Regions from separate parts of the Sus scrofa genome. Here region 2 is linked to region 1. A link is a contact called in public HiChIP or PLAC-seq data. All regions are on one chromosome and are shown on one strand. Each heading gives the region's core, a stretch centred on a gene start, on an enhancer-like site or on the middle of the called end of the contact. The rest is flanking DNA. Distances are from core to core; before and after follow the strand shown. Region 1 overlaps CDK6 (a long non-coding RNA gene). Region 2 overlaps CDK6 (a long non-coding RNA gene).

What was found. HiChIP or PLAC-seq counts read pairs in DNA pulled down with a chosen protein or histone mark.
Region 2: an H3K27ac HiChIP or PLAC-seq map of alveolar macrophages shows a contact between it and region 1. The contact joins two enhancer-like sites. A contact is called at or near these places in 1 of 47 Hi-C or Micro-C datasets (embryonic fibroblasts) and 2 of 2 datasets of contacts at active chromatin or transcription factors (alveolar macrophages and skeletal muscle).

What each region holds. Positions count from the first base shown.
Region 1 is chr9:72,558,565-72,565,187 of Sscrofa11.1, reverse strand. The region is part of intron 5 of CDK6 (a long non-coding RNA gene); the gene reads left to right. Among named protein-coding and RNA genes, the nearest start is that of FAM133B, 58 kb to the right of the region's middle. Within about 2 kb of position 3,912, at least 27 of the 83 cell types and tissues checked have an H3K27ac peak or open chromatin away from gene starts, as enhancers often do. A contact at or near this core is called in alveolar macrophages, where this site is marked.
Region 2 is chr9:72,683,107-72,689,153 of Sscrofa11.1, reverse strand. The region is part of intron 3 of CDK6 (a long non-coding RNA gene); the gene reads left to right. Among named protein-coding and RNA genes, the nearest start is that of CDK6, 80 kb to the left of the region's middle. Within about 2 kb of position 3,828, at least 13 of the 83 cell types and tissues checked have an H3K27ac peak or open chromatin away from gene starts, as enhancers often do. A contact at or near this core is called in alveolar macrophages, where this site is marked.

The DNA.
Region 1 (6,623 bases), core at 2,663-5,162:
AGGTTTCAAATGAGAAATAGGGTCTTTCGTGCACAATCACCGTTGGAACTGCACACAGCCTTTATGACTCCTCTTCCATTCAGTTTAACAGTGCACAGCGAGGAAGCCACACCTTTGGGAAAATACAGCTGGAATGGGGGGAAGGGAGCGGGGGGGACAAAAGACGGAGCCCTTCTAAGGAGGATCTGAGAAGTAAATAAACCCTGAAGGAAAAGCTTGGAAGGTCAGCGTGTGTGCTCATAAATTCCAGCTATTACCAGAGATGAAAGGGAAGTGAGAGGACTGAGGAACAATAGGCAGGGGTGTTCCCTGGTCCCCTCTAACTGCCTGTTTACTGTAGGGGCGGAGCAGCAGGGCCGCCCAGATGGCAGAGCCAAAGTGAGAATGAAGCTTCCTTGCCCTAAGACCTCTTTAGGAAATCCTGTTTGTGATGGTGGCTTCACTGCAAAGTAATCAGGAGCTCTCCCTGTGTTGTAGAAGCTCACTTCTAAAACCATGAACAGGCACAGTTTCTAATGAGTTTGAAATCTTATTATCTTGTGTGCCCTCAGCAAGACAGAAACTGCATATCAGGTGAGGCTTCAGTCACCGTATTTTGCAAGCCTTTGCTTATCTTTCTTGTGCCGCTGACATGCTGGTAACACAATAGCTTAACAACAAGATAAGCCTCATCTTTTATCTTTTTTCCTGTGTGGCTGTGTTAGGGAATGATGGTTTTGTTGGCCTTTGAAAGGCAGGAAAGGGCAAAGCCCCGTGATGCCATGTCTTTGGCATTGCATTACTTCATTAAGAGAATTACCTTAAAAGCCTGGGAAATACAGCTTAAGATTGATGAGAGCCGGGTGAAAAAAACCTTGATTTCAAACCAGATTAACCAGAACGTCCATCCCCGAAGAGATCCGGTTTTACATCCACCCTTGGGCTCTGTCTACCCTTTTCTCCTCTTTTTCCTTCCACCACGCAAGTGCTTTTGGACATAGGAGTGGACGATTTGCTTTCCATGCCAAACCTCATGAAATGGGATTTGTCTTCCCTCGCAGACAGGTGGCCAAGCTGTTCCAGAGAGGCCTCTGGCTGCCCACTGGCCTCACTGGATCCACAGCACTGCGGTGGCACAGCATAAGCCACCTATCTGACCCCATGCCCTCACAATCTGGAGCCCACGTGGCAGCCTCAGGTGGTGACAGCTTTGGTCAGGTGGTGTGGAGTTCCCCTGGCAGACGGAGGAGAGCCAGAGAGCAGCTGTCCTGCATCATTTTTGTGTGACAGAGGGAACCTCGAAAATGGCTGCCCCAGTAGTTAGAGGACTGGCTTTCCTCCCTCTGCCTCGGGGTGGATTAGGCCTTGGGAAAGGAGTTTGGGCCTTCTCACTCTGTACACAGTACTTACCGTGGCCTTCTGTGCTTATTCTGTGCACACTTATTATGGGCACCAGAGACAGGTTTCACAAGCCTTTTTCCTATGAGACTAGATTAGTCATGAGGGTTAATTATTCTGTACTTAGAGGAAATATTATGATGGAGAGAAAAATAGGTTTCTGGAAGCCAGGAAATAGAGGGTCTCAGAACATCAAATTGCTCCATAAAGAAAGCACGGGACCAGAGTTCCCGTCGTGGCACAGTGATTAACGAATCCGACTACGAACCATGAGGTTGCGGGTTCAGTCCCTTGCCTTGCTCAGTGGGTTAAGGATCCGGCATTGCCGTGAGCTGTGGCATAGGTTGCAGACGCGGCTCGGATCCCGCGTTGCTGTGGCTCTGGCGTAGGCCAGTGGCTATAGCTCCGATTCGACCCCTAACCTGGGAACCTCCATATGCCACGGGAGCGGCCCTAGAAAAGGAAAAAAAAAGAAAAAAAAAAGAAAGAAAAAGAAAAAGAAAGCAAGCACGGGACCATTTTATTACAGTCTTTGTACACACACACCGAAAAAATAATCATGATTCTCTAAACATCCAAAATGCCCCTTCTTAGCTATGTGTGGCGTCCAGTTCCAACCCCACATATCCTCAGGGAGCGTCCCTTCTTGCAGAGAAAAGCGCAGTTGGATTCTAATAAAAGAAGACCCTGAGTCTTCATGCTGTTGCCTTCAGCTAACGCTGCTGAATTTCTGCTTGTAAGATAATAATGAAATAGCCATTTCCAGAAATGCAAAGAAGGCAGGTCAGAACTCCCCGGTGCTGGCCCTAAAAGCCTTCTGGTTTTGAGTGCCTCAGACCACAGCATTGATAGAAAAAAATTTGGACCCAGTTCCCTGCTTTTGCCTTCCACTCTTCCCCACTAAGGGCCCACATGAAAAGCAAGTGTGGCCTTGTTTTCTCTGGATCCTCTGGGCCCATTTCTTTTCTTTCATCATCTTTCCTAAAGCTGATAGGACAGTTCCACGGGGGAGAAACAACTAGTACACTTGGATGAACTCTGCGAGATGCAAAGAGCATTCGTCTTGTCCCTGATTCTGAAGTGCTTCTTTGTATGGAGGGGGAAAAAAATGAGGATCGTTCTAGACTGGATAGTCAAATCTCATTTGTGTCATATTTGTGATGTTTTGAACTGGGTGGAGAAGGCATTAGTGATAAAGCATATGGGATTGTAAGGCAGTGGTTGACCTGCTTAACAGAACCCGAGTTGTCAACAACCCTTGAAAAGCACTTGAAAATTCCAGTTGTTGCTAAAGATGAAAGAGAAATGAATAGACCTCATCAGCTCTTCCTCTTCTGTGTCATCCTTTAGGTTAAATGTCACCTCCTTAGAGAGGCCTTTCCTAACCACACTGTTCTTCACCAGAGCATCTTATTTTCTTCATAATACTCACCCTTTACAGATTGCTTTCCTTTCTCCGTATCTGAACTATAAGCCCTACAAGATCAGGGACCACATCAGTTCCCTCATTCCTATGTTCCCTGCACTCAGCAGTGAAGAGCCTTCCAGATTCTCAAGATGCTGAAGGAATGAAGGAATACTTGAAGTCCCGTGTGGCAGACTTGTTTCGTGTTCTTAGTGGACTCACGGTTCCTTAGGATCCCTCCATCCCTCTCTTAGATTCAAATAAGCAACACCACTTGGTCTCAACATCCAGCTTACCAGAGTGGTTTCCATTCATTACTTTTTCTTTAAAGAAAAAAAAACCTGGAATTTTTGTTCAGAGTCTCCAATCCACTAACAGTTCCATCTCTGAGGCTGCAGTCTAGTGAAGTGGTTGCAAGCTCTGGCTTTGGAGCATCTAGTTTCATCTCTGTCACTTCTTAGTTGGCTAATGGTGACTCATTATTAACCATCTCTCGACCTCAGTTTCCTCAACTGTAAAATGAGGATATTAATATAGACCTCTCACCTAGTGTTAATCTGAGGTTAAATAAAACAGCACATGTAAAGTAGTGAGTTTTTGTTTCGCACTGCCTATGCTTAGCAAAACTTGGCCACTGTTATTTTTGTTCATACTGTTAAAGTGCCTTGGGGCATCATTTTTCTAGAACAGGATAAGGGGTGACTTCTTGTCAGAGGTAACCCTAGGCATTTGAAGAATTCAGGGTCAAAAATGGAGTTCCTGTCGTGGCTCAGCACAAATGAATGTGACTGGTATACATAAGAACACAAGTTTGATCCCTGGCCTGGCTCAGTGAGTTAAGGATCCAGTGTTGCCATGAGCTGTGGTGTAGGTTGCAAACGCGGCTCGGATCCTGCATTGCTATGGCTGTGGCATAGGCCAGCGGCTACAGCTCAGATTAGACTCCTAGCCTGGGAACCTCCCAATGCCTCGGGTGTGGCCCTAAAAAGACAAAAAAAAAAAAAGAAGAAGAAGAAGAAGAACTCAGAGTCAAAAAACATAGGACCTGTAGTGCTGAGGTTTAGGCAAAGCCTCATGCCTAAGAGCACAAAGTATGAACTTAGGTCACAGCCGACTGGGCAGGATGGCCACATGACTCAATATTGAAGTAGTGACTAATTGTCGCAGGGTTCCTGGTGTCTCTTCCCCTCCACCCCACCACAGTCACCACAAAGGCTAAAACTGATCCAGGAGTCTGGTTAGAGGCTGAGCATACAGTGAGTTTCAGCAAACCCATCTAGCAAGAGTAGAGAAGCCAGACAGGCACTCCAGGTGAGGGCTCTACTAACTGTGACAGGCAGGAATTGGGGACCCCTGTGTCATTGTCCTTAGTACCTCACAGAATCCAGAGTGCAGTCCCCAGGGTGTAATCAGCTGTCAGAGATTCTTGTTTGGAACCACAGGAAGAGGTGGCTCACAACAACTCATAGGGAAACTCCAAACAGTCAGCAGGAAGAAACTCAATCACAGATGAAAATGATTTTGTCCCCCTCATTTTTCTATGCAGTTAATCTGAGGGGGGAAGTGAGGCGACATTCAGCTATGAGACATTTACTGAACAGAATGTACTTTAACTGTTCCCTTTCATTTAGTGGCAGGTTGACAGGACTTGACCAAGAAAAAAAGCAATGACTTGAGCATTTAATGATCTTGCTGGACGTAATTGCCTTTCATACAGATTTGTGAGGCTGATGCTCCCCTTTTCCATCTCGCTTGGAATTCAAAGAGGAGCTCGATTGCTTTTAATGTTTCTGAACCATAGAAAGTCAGTAATCTAGACTTTTTTTTAAAATCTTACATTTAATATAAGATTTCTTTTTTAAATAGTATGCATTGTGTTCTTCATTTAACAAAAGTCGTGTTAGTTTACTGTAAAACTTTTTTTAAAATATGAGTAAAGCGTACAGGATAAGCCTAGAGCATCTTATTGTACCAGAAAGTAAGAAGATGCTAAAAAAAATTATGGTAACATGTCAGAAGTGCACAGGATTCAGCTTAAAGGGAACCATTAGATAATTCTGAAATAATTTGAGCATCAACATATATAATTATAGAAATGGATTAAACCCATTAAATAAAACACAAGTTCGTGAGTCCATACTTAGAAGTGGACAAGTAAATGGCAGAGAAGGGAAAGCTCTTTCTTAATTTAGAATGCCAACTAATAAATATAGATAGAATGGTAGATTTAGAAAAGTATCAATGATGCTAAAACTTTGAGTGAACATATTTTGATGCAGATCAAGAAATTTATATAATGTCAAAAAAGCTCTATAAAATACTTATTTTTCAAGGTGAGGAGAAAGAAGAAGAAAGAAAACCATCAACCAGGAGCCAAGAGATGACCATTAATAATTACTTAACAGGTGTCTTGATTGTTTTGCCTGTATGTTATAATCTTTTGATTTTCTTATTAAATGAGCTCATGCTTTTTGTAACTTGTTTTTCTCATATAAAAAAATCATGATCTTATTTATTTGTATTTAAATATTGGTAGGCAAGTAGTAAATATTTGGTGAGTGAAATTCACAAGCCTTTTTAAAAGCGAGATCGTTATCTGTGTTCTTGTAATTAAGGTTTCCCTCATTCCCACCACTTTTCCCAGGAATTAGGATTAATTCCTAGAAGTGGAATGGTGAGGTAAAGAATATTCTAAACCCTCAAACCTTTGATACCTGGAGCCAAATTGCCCTCCAGAAAGATTTTTCTATTTTATTTTCCCACCAGTGACATATGTATTCATCACATGACTTTCAACACATTTTTAGGGAAAAAGACTGGGATTAATGTGTACACAACACTCAGAGTGGGATCCAACCATTGTTAAATCAGAAAATAATAGTGATTCAGATCCTCTTCTCTCCACAGATAGGTTAGATTCTTTCAGGACCAAAAGATGGGGATCACTAACGGCTTTCCAAAGCCTTTCCTGTTGTATGATGCAGTTTTTGTTAATGCAGAAAGCTCTGATTTCGGATAGAACCTGATTTTAGTGGAGCCACTCGTAGCCCATATGATACGCCTTACCACCCTCTTTTAGTCTTTATCAGAAAACCCTACCACCTGTGCTAGCTCTGGTGCGTCAAAATAAATGAGAAGAAAAGCCTGGACCCTGATTGTGACAGGCCAGCGTGGAGCACCAGCACTGTCAACACAGAGCCTCCTACAGGACCCCTTTGTATGAACCTTGATGCCGGGTCCTTAACCTACGTGAACACCAGCAGCCAGTGCAGCTTCTAGGCCTGACAGTGCAGGATGCACACGCACTCCACGGCAACAGAGCAGGTGCCCCCTTATGCTCACTGGTGTCCATGGCAACCGCACCAGCTGACGTAAGCCTCCAGCTAGTTGGAGCTGGGGTTTGCCTTATCTCTGGATCCATACAGGACACTGATTCTGAAGGAGAACCAAGAAGAGGAGATTCAGAATAGTTCCTCTGGATTCCAAAGATGAGAAATCAGTAAAACTATAAGCATGATGTGGATTTGCTTATATTTTCCCTTTTTTGGCTTCCACTGGCTCACATGTTCTCAAGTGATGACAGTTGGGCTGATTGAGAGCCGTTAGTCAAATCCAGTAATAGTATTAATCTGTGGTTGGAAATGACTGTTAAAGTAAGTGCCAGGCTATTCAGTTGTGGTTTTTCTTCCAGCGTCCAGTCGTGCCAGGCTTCCAGTGGGAGGGGAGGAATAGAGGCTGTGGTAAAGGAAACCGTTGATAAACGAAAGAAACCAGAAACTGTCACTACCCATAACAACGAAACAACAACAAAAAAACTGCAGAAAAGAGGGGGAGACAGAGG
Region 2 (6,047 bases), core at 2,579-5,078, 120 kb before region 1:
GTTTTATCCTTAAAAGATAACCCCAAGCTGACTGCTTCTCAATGTCTTTGCCACTAAAACTTTAGTCCAGCCCATCTCATCAGCTTCCTAACTTAATATGCTGCTTCCACTCATGCCCCTTTGTAGATTATCCTCTGGATAACAACCAGAGGAGCCCCATTAAAGCATAAATAAAAGTCTTACTGCCCTGCTGAAAACTTTTCTCCAGTGGTTTCCAGTGACCTGTAGGTAAAATCACAAGTCCTATAGGATCTAGCACTGTTCCCGCCACCCGCCTTCTCCCCAAGATGATCTGCCTCTGCTCACTTGGTTTACTGCTCTTGAGCCACACTTGATTTCTTTCTGTCCCTCTTCCATGCTTCCAGCTCAGTGCAGGTACTTATTGTTCATTCTTTCTGGAATGTTCCACGCTACTCCCTCCCAAGCCCCACAAGTAGGGTGCCTATTTTCTATCTTTTTTTGTTCCATTTTTTAAAGTTTATTGAAGTATTGTTGACTTAGACGGTTTTGACCATTTCTGATGTACAACAAAGTGATTCAGTCATACATATACATACAGCCATACTCTTTCAGATTCTTTTCCCACGTAGATGATCACAGAATACTGAGTAGAGTTCTCTGAGCTCTACAGCAGGTGCCGTTGGCTAGTCATTCCATATACTTGAGTGTGCATGTGCCAGTCCCAAACCCCAGTCCACCCTTCCCTCTCACCTGTTCCCTTTGGTAATCATAACGTTTTCAAAGTCTAAGAGTCTGATTCTGTTCTGCAGATAAGTTCATTTGTATCCTCTTATTAGATTCCACATAGAAGTAGTATCATATGATGGTGTGTCTTTCACTGCCTAATTTCACTTAGGGTGCCTGTTTTTCATCATTCCAACCCCGACTCATGTCCTATCCTCAGGATTCCTTCTCTGACCATGTCACCCTCTGTGTCACCTCTTGCTCCACACCTCCTTACTGTGGACCACATTACTCAGTGTTGTCCCGTTTTATCTTCCACACAACACTGAGCTGAAATGATCTCATTCATTTTTTTAACATTTGTTGTTTTATCTTTCCCACCTGGAAGTTTAGAGCTTTGAAGTTAGGACTCTAGTTTATTGCACTATCCCCTGTACTGTCTGAAATATTCGAGGACCCTCGGCAAACATGTGTTGGCAACTATCCATTGATGCCTACATTTTGGAGTTCGTCAGCGGGTTACTTACATAAGCACCTACATTCCCATCATACAAGTGAGGAAGTTGTACTTTTTCAAGTATAGATGCATATATATAGTATATATGCATATAGATGGATTCATATACACATATATAGTAGAAGGTGAAACTATGCCATATCTCAGCATATCTACTTGGCTCTTTCTTCATGATGGGCAAGGACACTGTGCGCTTTATCCATGTTGTAACTAAGAATGTACTTGGTTGGCTTGGTTTAGATATAGTCTAAAACCAATAACTAACCTCCGCTAAAAGCATAAGGTGTTTTCTCCTTTAATATAATACTGACTTAAGTAAAGTCCAGAAATTCTTCTCTTTCAATGTTGGATTCTACTAAATGTGTTTTATACTAAGGATGTGAAACCAAGTCCAATGAAGAGATTGGTAAATGCTGTGAATTTTAAAACTTTTCTTTTCTTGGGGGCTTATAACTAAAAGATAATGCAGTAGTGACACCTCTTTTAAAATTCAGAGATGAGTTTATCTATTCACCATTGTATGCACAGTCTTTCCCACTTCTACATGGGAAGTGGCAGTTTCAAAGAGTTAAGTTAGTTTGAAAAATCTAATTGGAAATACTCTCCTGTATTTATCTACTTGGATTTTTTATCATTCTTATCCAGAAAATGTACCCGTGTGATTGTGGAGTTTGGAAGGTAAGAAAGAACCTTCTTCTAGAGCCGTTGCTAATGACCTACACTCACTAAATTATAAATTAGTGAAAGGCATCTGGAGAAGGTATCTGTCACTTATCTAAGATGGTATTGCCTTCCTCATTCCTAAGCAAGGTGGAAAGGATTAATCACTCCCTTCATTGCAGTTAAAAATCATTATTGGTTCTACTGAATATTTGTTAAATGAATAAGTGCTTTCACAAACTGTTGTGCAGTGAAGCCTTAAAAACTCCATAAAGGTAGTTATGAGACTCAAATATCTCCAGCAAATGAAATAGTGTTGCAGTTGTTCTCATTCTCCTCTTCCTCGTTCTCATCATCACTCTCAAAGAGGAAAAGTCTCCAGAAAGATTGACTCCAGTAGAAAATCAAGTGAGGAGAGTTTGACCTGAATAATTTGGATTAGTATATCTAAATCAGGGCCTTGATGCCAAGCATCTGGACACTCTTTTTTTAAAGGTTTATTGAAGTGTAGTTGATTTACAATGTTGTGATGATAATTTCTGCTGTACAACAAAGTGACTCAGTTATACATATACACATTCTTTTTCAGAGTCTTTTCCCACATAGATTATCACGGAATATTGGGTAGAGTTCCCTTTGCTATACAGCAAGTTCCCATTGGCCAATCATTGCATACACTCAATGTGCATATGCCAATCCCAGACCCCCAGTCCATCCCTCCCACCACCTGTCCCCTTGGGAACCGTGAGTTTTTGAAGTCTGTGAGCCTGTTGCTGTTCTGCAAATAAGTTCATTTGTGTCCTTTTTAAAAGATTCCATATATAAGTAATATCATATGGTTGTCTGACTTCACTTTTTATAATAATCTCTCAGTCCATCCATGTTGCCGTAAATGAATGGCATTATTTCATTCAGACACTGTGACTCTCTCTCTCTCTCTTTTTTCTTTTTTTTTTTTTTTTTTTGTCTTTTTAGGTCCACACCTGTGGCATATGGAAGGTCCCAGGCTAGGGGTCCAATCGGAGCTGTAGCCTCTGGCCTACACCACAGCCACAGTAACGCCAGATCCAAGCCACATCTGCAACCTGCACCACAGTTCAGGGCAACACCGGTCAGGGATTGAACCTGCATCCTCATGGATGTTAGTCAGTTTGTTAACCACTGAGCCACGACCGGAACTCCCGGTCACTGTGACTCTTGAAGTCCTAGGAAGTAAAAGAGAATTCCTCGAATATTAGAAATGATCAAGTATAAATCTAATCTTTAACAACTCTAGCTACTCCCATACACTGGAAGCCTAATTGTGATGCCTGGAAGGTAGACTAAACCCAAGCAAATTTTGCAAAAATGAGTCACCTTTGAATAAAGGGTTAATGAAATTAGGTTAAATATAATCTCTGTGTTTCTCCAAGTGTGGTCAGTGAATCAGCTGTATAGTCACCACCTGGGATGCTCATTGAACGCTACAGCCTTGCCCTAATGCTAATCCTGAACATGAGCTCGGAAGGGAGTTTCCAGTAAGTCCCCTCTGATGAAGCTTATAGAGACTACTGTTTGAGAAATACTCTCCTACAGTTTGACATATGACCCTACTTGGAAATGGCAAAATGTCTGAGATGACTCAGAACTTTGGAATATTTACTTGCCTGTGCGTAGGTGGCCCCAGCCATTCAGAAGACTCTCATCTAAGCCCAGGTGAATCAGGTGTGGCATTTTAACTGAAGTTGTCCGTATATACTTGTGTAAAAGTACCGATGTTTTTATTCTTTAAGATGGTCTATTGGAAAATGCGAACTCATAAATATGAATTAAAGAAAAGACTCTTAGGAACATGAGAATTCTAACTAGAAATTCCTAAGCCACCCAGAAAGCGACTCTTTGGGGAAAAAAAAAAAGTGTTCATGACACATCATTATTTGACCTTTGAAAGATGCTTTTTGTTTCGTTTCACTTAATGTTCTCACAGTTCTCTGTGATCCTCAATTAGTAAACTATTACCAGACTTGCAAGTGTAACTGGTCGGAATTCCTAACCCTGTTTTATTGATGAGGAACCAAAACCATATGAAACTTAAGTGGATCATAGACCCAGAGTTTTAGCACAGACTCCAGCTGTGGCCAAACACAGCATTCAGGTAGTCACTTTAAGGCACCTGTATCTGAAAGTATGAGTGCTTAGCATTTCTTCCACTTGTGGTTCTAAGCCTTTAACAAATATAAGCAAGTAGCTTTGTTGGTTTTTGTATTTACCATTGCTCTCAGCTGTCCCTGACCATACTTGTTCATTTTTCCTTTCTTGGACAAAACCAAAGAAATATTTATCATTCTACTCTAGTATAGTCACACCGCTTCTAGATTGGAAAGCTAAAATAGAACATAGCAGGGAGTTGGGGACCATAGGGCGTAGGAGCTTTCACTCCGAATTAAGTTTAGGAACTGCAGCATTAAAAGTTTAAGTCTCCATTGAGCCATCAGGTACCAATTGATCCAGAAACACATATCCTTAACTGAAGTTGTCCTATGAATATGTTAATTCTGTGATTATGCTGGAACACTTAATGAACTTTTAAATTTCACTAATATGTCTCAAAATGTTCAAATCTGGAACTGAGAAATTCACCATCCCTCATATCCGAAGACTGAAGTATTTGCTGAATCAAAGGTGGTGTAAAAGTCACAGGTGGGGGCCCTGCTTCTCTCCTCCCCTTCCCGCTATAAAAATGTGTTCCAGGTCAAGGAGGTTGGGTACAGAAAGAGGGAAGACATAGATTGGTGGTAAAAAGAGAAAAATTTGAGGAGTTCCAGTAGTGGCTCAGTGGTTAATAAATCCGACTCGGAACCATGAAGTTGTGGGTCTGATCCCTGGCCTTGCTCAGTGGGTTAACATGAGCTGTGGTGTAGATTGCAGACACAGTTGGGATCCTGCATTGCTGTGGCTCTGGCGTAGGCTGGTGGCTACAGCTCCGATTAGACCCCTAGCCTGGGAACCTCCATATGCCACAGGTGCAGCCCTAGAAAGGACAAAAAGACAAAAAAGAAAAAAAGAAAAATTTGACTTAATGGGTTCCAGGAAAAAAGGAGAGATTTAATTACCCTCAGTAACAGCTCCCCCTAAATTATCTCTTTTAAAAGTACTTGATGCTCAGTGTAGAGATGTGAAACATCACATTACTAACTCTTGTTCCCCCGTTATGATTCTTACTCTAGTCATAGCAATTTATCTTGTAAACCCGAAGTCCTTTAGTGTTTCCACCAGATAGTAAAGATGGCTAGATTCACATCTTTAGTGCAAAACTGCATGAATCCGAATAAATGAAATTCAAGGGCATAAATATTGGTTAGGTTTTGTCTTTGACATCATCTATTCTAAATGTTGCCACTGTACTAACATCCTTGGATATGCATCTTGTCATTGCTGTAGGATCTTGATTAAAGAAAAAAAAAAAAAAAAACACCACTTAGGAGCTGGGAAGAAAGTGAAATATAAATTACATTAGACTGAATTAAGGAAAGAGCTGCATTTTGGTGTCTTCCCAAGCAGAGAGATTTATGAAAGCATCACACACCAAGAAAAAAGGACTTCTTTCCTTTTCTGTTTCAACTCCATCACTTTCACCACCACGGTTTCACAGGACTTCTTACTTTATTTATCACCAAGATCCATAATTAACATATGGTTCATGTTATTGATTTCTTAGGTTTCAAAGTAAAATAAATTGAGCTTTCTTCCACATTTAGAATATACAGTTTTTTTAAGGAACTCTAAACAAAGGCATGCATTATTTGTAAGTTAGAGAGCAGCTGCCAGAAAACAGAAAATTAGGAATGGAGTCATGGGTGAAATAATGGAGATACTGTTCAGAGGTAACCCTTTGTACAGCAGGAAATTTTCCTTAGAAAAGAGACAGCTGAGTTTGCTTGTAAATTTTGCTAGAAACAGGCCTGATTTAGCAACATTTCGTGCTGGTTAGGAGGCTGAAGACAGCATTTCAGCTTTGGATACAGAGCAAGTTCTCTCTTTCATGGTTTTGTATAAAGTCTAAACACTTTATAGTTTTAAAAGGTATGTGTATATGAGGGGGTGGTACTATTAATTTTTTAATGCATAGAATAATATATCAAATGTCAGATCTGGAGGTAGAGAAGAATTTTCTAAGGATAAAACGGAGTTATCTCAAAGGAAACCA